Regions from separate parts of the Mus musculus genome. Here region 1 is linked to region 2. The links are chromatin contacts, called in public HiChIP or PLAC-seq maps. All regions are on one chromosome and are shown on one strand. The core of a region is the stretch at or near the end of the contact, and the rest is flanking DNA. Distances in the headings are between cores, read along the strand shown.

Region 1 (2,700 bases), core at 105-2,604, 380 kb after region 2:
CGCCTCCTGTGCTCTCAGGGACCTCACCCTTTTACTGAAGGCCACCTCAGAGCCTTGCTGCCTTCCTACATGTTCCACCACGGTTTGGAGGCTCCGGACATGGGTCGGGCTCCGCGTGCAGAAGACTGTAGGATCGGGAGCCAGCTTCAGCCCACGGGACACCCTGATTGATGAGCCCAGCTCAGTTAGACAGCTCATTCCAAGAAGTCCCGAACCAGGCACAGCTGGAGGTGTGGTCCCGCCTACCTCTGAAGAGATAGGGACAAGCTGAGATCGCGCGCTCCTGGGGACCCCGAAGCCCACCGGGCGGCGTTGGAGACTTTCCGACAACCTCCCCGGGTCTTGGCGCCGGCTGTGAGCGCTCAGCAACCTGGGGTTGCCTGGGGCCGTCGCAGGGTTGTCAGAGCACCCAAAGCCAGGGGAGAGCCCTGGTCTCCAGCACCGCGCGCCACACCTTTAGCGGTGCTACCCCCCACGCCCGGATCCTGGGCTGGCCGGCGGGAGGCGTGGGTGCGTACCGGTGTGTTCAGGGCACATTCCCCTTCCCAGGAGTCGGTACGGAGCCCTTCCCACTCATCTCCCGCCAGGGGATTCCCCTCCCCCAGCTCAGAGATCCCCCGCGCGCCCCCTGCCCACTTTGCCAAGGCGAGAAAACGGCCGAGCCGGAGACAAAGAAACTCCTGCCTGCCTCCACTCTCCGTCCTTCTACCCGCCCGAGACACTCCCCGGCGCCCTCCCTCGACCCCGGCGACACCGCGCGCGCACACGCCGGGGGAAGGGACTAGGGGACAGGGAGCAGGGTGGGTGAGTCCGCTTTCCCCACGCCGCGCGGCTACAGCTGCCCGTGCACCCCGCCCGGGGACGCCCCTCGGCAGCCGCGCCCCCATCATCCACTCCCTAAAGCGTCCCGGGCCCCTGACACTGCCACCCCCAGCCCAAACCGCCGGCACTATCCCTCCAGCTGAGCGACAGGGGGGCGCGGCGCACACAAAGCGGATGGGGAGTAAGGAGCCCAGGGGAAGAAGAGATCCCGCCGGGGATGGGGCACGGGCTCAGGGAGGCTATTTACCCGATTTCTTCTTCGATCTCTGAGATGTCTGCGAAGATGAGGAAGACCACGAGCAGCGTAAGCGCGGCCAGCATCCAGCTCCGGAACTGCAGCTGCATGGTGGGGTCGGTGCCCTCCGGGACCCGCGCGCGGGCCGGGGCGAGGAGCTGGGGCTGAAGGAGCCTCCGCGCTCCACGCGCAGCAGGGCACACACCCTGCGCTCCGGGCGAGTCCTGGCCGGCGGCGGCCAAGGCGACAGCAGCAGCAACAGACAAGGGTTGCTCTGGCGCGGCGAGCCCGCTCGCTCTCTCTCCGCTCCTGCCCGCCCCTCCCCTCCCCTCCCTCCTTCTCCCCCCCCCCTTTCCCCCCCGCCCCGCACTGGGCTCCAGGCGCAGTTTGACAGCTTTGCTCCGCGCCTTGCCTGGTCTCCTCCCACTAACTCTAGCGGCCACCCACCCGCCTTTGCTTTTCCTGCCCGAGAGGGCTCAGGGAGCTTGCCACTCCCGGCCTAGGAAGGCTGGGCTCCGGCCATCGAAAGCGACCCGGAGACTGAGCTGAGCCAGACAACTCGGAGCACCCGGGGCTGCTTGGCAAACGCCTAGCGTCGCTCGCTCTTTGTCCAGCGCCCTCGCTTCCTCTCAAAGTTTTCCCGACACAAAGACTAGCACCTTGGGGACGGTCTCCGGCGCGCTGCGAGGAGGCGGTATCCTCTGGGCTACGCTTCAGCAGTTGACGAATTGAAAGGGGAAGTGGAAGAGAGGAGGGGAGAAGAAATGGGCAAGAGGGGCCAACTTCACCAGCGATGTTCATGGCAATTGGTGGGCGAGGTGCTCAGCCTGCACAACACCACCTTCTCTATGGGCGGTCATCTCTGTCCATTTATAGACCCAAGCCCGGGAGCATGGAACTCTCGAGTTGTTTGAGGTCATGGCTAGAACCCAGGGATCCCCGTAGTACCTGCTCTACTTCCAAGAGCAGGCATAGTACCCACATTGTGGCTGGTACTGTACGTGCTTCATCCCCTTAGCTCGTGCTCTTTTCTGGTCTAATCAATAAACCCCTGGAGTCCTATCATGATCAAAAGGCCTTCTAGAAAAATACACTTCCCACAAAGGGAGATGCTCCTCCCCCCCACCCCATACCGAACGATTTCCCTGCTTCAGACCCTTTTAGCTCACTTTACCGTTACCTTTTGCCCTGCTGCGTCAAGAGGGAAGAACCCATTCATTAAGTTTTACTAGAACTAGATTACAACACACACACACACTGGATGTAACTTTTCAGAAGAAGCCAGATCGTCCTTTGGTTAGTGAAGGGTCCTAGAGGTTGCTTGTCAGAGGCGTTGAGAATGTCAATGCAGTGCCCTACTGTTTGGGAAGCACCTGTAGATAAACAGAGATGCCCAGTCGGTTGTCCTCCAGAACAACTCCAAGGAGGAGCTAGTAGTTCCCTTAGTGTAGTTCCCGTGTCTCTCCCAGGCCAAGGTGTGAAGGTCTAGGGAGCTCCCCACACTTCTTCATTGAGGAACAGGCTAAAGGGAGTGGTCTCTGCAGGAGGCCTGCTGGGTTTTGTTGCTGTTTTTATTTTTATTGTTGTTGTTGTTGGTGGTGGTACTGGTGGTAGTGGTGTGATTCAGGACAAGCTCTCACCTG
Region 2 (2,700 bases), core at 120-2,619:
GGTAGGCAGGACCATACCTTGACCAGGAACACTTAGATGTTTTACCCTCTATCACGCCTTTGATCCTAGAACTCGGGAGGCAGAGGCAGGCAGATCTCTGAGTTCGAGGCCAGCCTGGTCTACAGAGAGAGTTCCAGGACATCCAGGGCTACACAGAGAAACCCTGTCCCGAAAAACCAAAACTTTGATCTCACTTCAGGACCCAGGAGACTGACTTGAGGGACTTGATGGATCACTTCATGTCTCTTCCCAATGTGGCCATACCGAATAAAGCTTCTTTTTCTGATTTCCTCTTTTACTTTGGGAGTTTTAGTTGGCTTGTTGAGGACGAGTGGCTAGACCTGATTGGGGGCACAGACACAAACACGTACAAATATGTACAGAGACAGACAGACAGACAGACAGACAGACACACACACACACACACACACACACACAGAGGCTAGGAGAGTATTCCAGCAGAATTCTTGCTTAGCATCTGTGACTTTGAGTTCTATGGTGGCTACTTGCAGAGGTTTTCTTTTCTTCTCTGAGACAAGGTCTCTTGTAGCTCAGGCTGGCTTGAGTTCTCTGTGTACCCAGGGATGGCCTTAAACTTCTGGTCTCCATGCTCCACATTGGAGCCATTACAAGTGTGCTGCCATACCTGGTTCAGGCTGTGTTGGGGGAGCAAACCTAGGATTTCGAGCAGGTTAGGCCAGCACTGTACCAACCGAGTCACATCACCAGCTCTGGACTCTCTTGATAGATTACAAAAAAAGGATGCACACTCACAGATGTGGTTGTCTGTCATGTGTGCCCTTTAATGTCTTATTTTATGCCAGATGTTTTTGAAAATAATTGAACAACCACCCAGAGAAAGAAATGAATGGTATTCTCCAGCTCTTATCTGGAGGGGATGTTTGCCAATAAATGTTAAACTAGGAAGATCCAGGTGTGGTGGCGTATGCTTGCAATCCCAGTACTCCAGAGGCTAAGGCAGGAGGATCATCGGTTCAAGGACAAATTCCTGTCTTTAAACAAAAAAAAACAAACGATTTGGCATTAAGGTGAAAAAAAGAAAGCTAAAGTAAATTAAACTTGGTTAGTTGACTTTCTTGATTCTCAGTAAATATAAACCATTGACCCCCCCACGGGGATTTTGGTAGTAGTTAAATCATAGCAACACGACAGAGATTCTATCTTTCCATTATTCAGGGGTTGAATTCAAAGTGCTTCATCTAAACGACTCGAAGGCTAACCCTGGACTGTGCCCCCCCTTACCCCATCTCAGCAGGTGCTTTAGTGCATGCTTCCGGGTTCCATCCCCTCTAAGCTATCCATAGCAACAAGGAACACGCAGAAGATGAACTCGACGGCTTCTTCTGAATTAGTGCTTATGTCAGACCCAGAGGCCCAGCTGAAGGGCTGATGGGACCCCCTTTGTGCAGAGTGAATGCTGCCTGATTGCTGAGGCAGCTCAGCTGTCAGAGCAAATCACTCTCATTTGTTCGACAGCCTCTCCAGGGCCCAGCACTTCTGCGGTATCTGCTCCTCTTTTGGCCAGGGTATGAGAGGGTCAGATTTTTCTTCTTCCCCTTCCTTAGACGCCTGAGAACACATAACACTGTGATAGACAGGTGAGTGAGTCATGTGTGTCCTAGATGTGTGTCATTTTTCTTTCTTTTTTATTTATTTATTTATTTTTTTTTTCTTTCGAGACAGGGTTTCTCTGTATAGCCCTGGCTGTCCTGGAACTCACTTTGTAGACCAGGCTGGCCTCAAACTCTGAAATCCACCTGCTTCTGCCTCTCGAGTGCTGGGATTAAAGGCATGTGCCACCACACCCAGCTTCTCCTTCTTCTTCTTCTTCTTCGGTTTACTTATTTATTTTGTGTATATGAGTACAATTATAGCTGTCTTCAGACACACCAGTAGAGGGCATCAGATCCCATTACAGATGATTGTGAGCCACCATGTGGTTGCTGGGAATTGAACTCCGGACCTCTGAAAGAGCAGTCAATGGTCTTAACTACTGAGCCATCTCTCCAGCCCCATTTTTCTGTTTTAAATAATCCACTTAATTTATTTATTAAAAATTTCCTAGCCGGTCGTGGTGGCGCACGCCTTTAATCCGAGTACTTGGGAGGCAGAGGCAGGCAGATTTCTGAGTTCAAGCCCAGCCTGGTCTACAAAGTGAAAAAAGAAAGAAAGAAAGAAAGAAAAAACAAAAAAAAAAAAACCAAAACAAACAAACAAACAAAAATTTCCTGGGGTTTGGAGCGGTGGCTCAGCAGCTAAGAGCTCTGATTGCTCTTCCAGAGGTCCTGAGTTCAATTCCCAGCAACCACATGGTGGCTCACAACCACCTATAATGGGATCTGAGGCCCTCTTCTGGTATATTAGAAGACAGTGATGGTACTCATATACATAAAATAAGTAAATTTTTTTGGTTTTGTTTTTTGAGACAGGGTTTCTCTGTATAGCCCTGGATGTCCTGGAACTCACTTTGTAGACCAGACTGACCTCGAACTCAGAAATCTGCCTGCCTCTGCCTCCCGAGTGCTGGGATTAAAGGTGTGCGCCACCACGCCCGGCTCTAAATTTTTTTTAAAGATTTATTTATTTACTACATGTAAGCACACTGTAGTTGTCTTCAGACACACCAGAAAAGGGCGTCAGATCTCGTTACAGATGGTTGTGAGCTACCATGTGGTTACT

The links. HiChIP or PLAC-seq counts read pairs in DNA pulled down with a chosen protein or histone mark.
Region 1: a contact with region 2 is called in an H3K4me3 HiChIP or PLAC-seq map of embryonic forebrain, with 5 times the contacts expected there. The contact joins the promoter of St8sia2 here to the enhancer-like site in region 2. A contact is called at or near these places in 6 of 39 promoter capture datasets (cranial neural crest, embryonic stem cells, maxillary cranial neural crest and 2 more), 2 of 484 Hi-C or Micro-C datasets (cerebral cortex and cortical neurons) and 13 of 115 datasets of contacts at active chromatin or transcription factors (craniofacial prominence, differentiating embryonic stem cells, embryonic basal ganglia and 7 more).

What each region holds. Positions count from the first base shown.
Region 1 is chr7:74,012,328-74,015,027 of GRCm38.p6, forward strand. St8sia2 (ST8 alpha-N-acetyl-neuraminide alpha-2,8-sialyltransferase 2) reads right to left here and starts at 1,355. Exons shown (of 6, transcript NM_009181.2): 1 at 1,070-1,355. The coding sequence starts at 1,167.
Region 2 is chr7:73,629,547-73,632,246 of GRCm38.p6, forward strand. No RefSeq gene overlaps it. Among named protein-coding and RNA genes, the nearest start is that of Gm26176, 15 kb to the right of the region's middle. Within about 2 kb of position 1,370, at least 14 of the 459 cell types and tissues checked have an H3K27ac peak or open chromatin away from gene starts, as enhancers often do. A contact at or near this core is called in embryonic basal ganglia and embryonic forebrain, where this site is marked.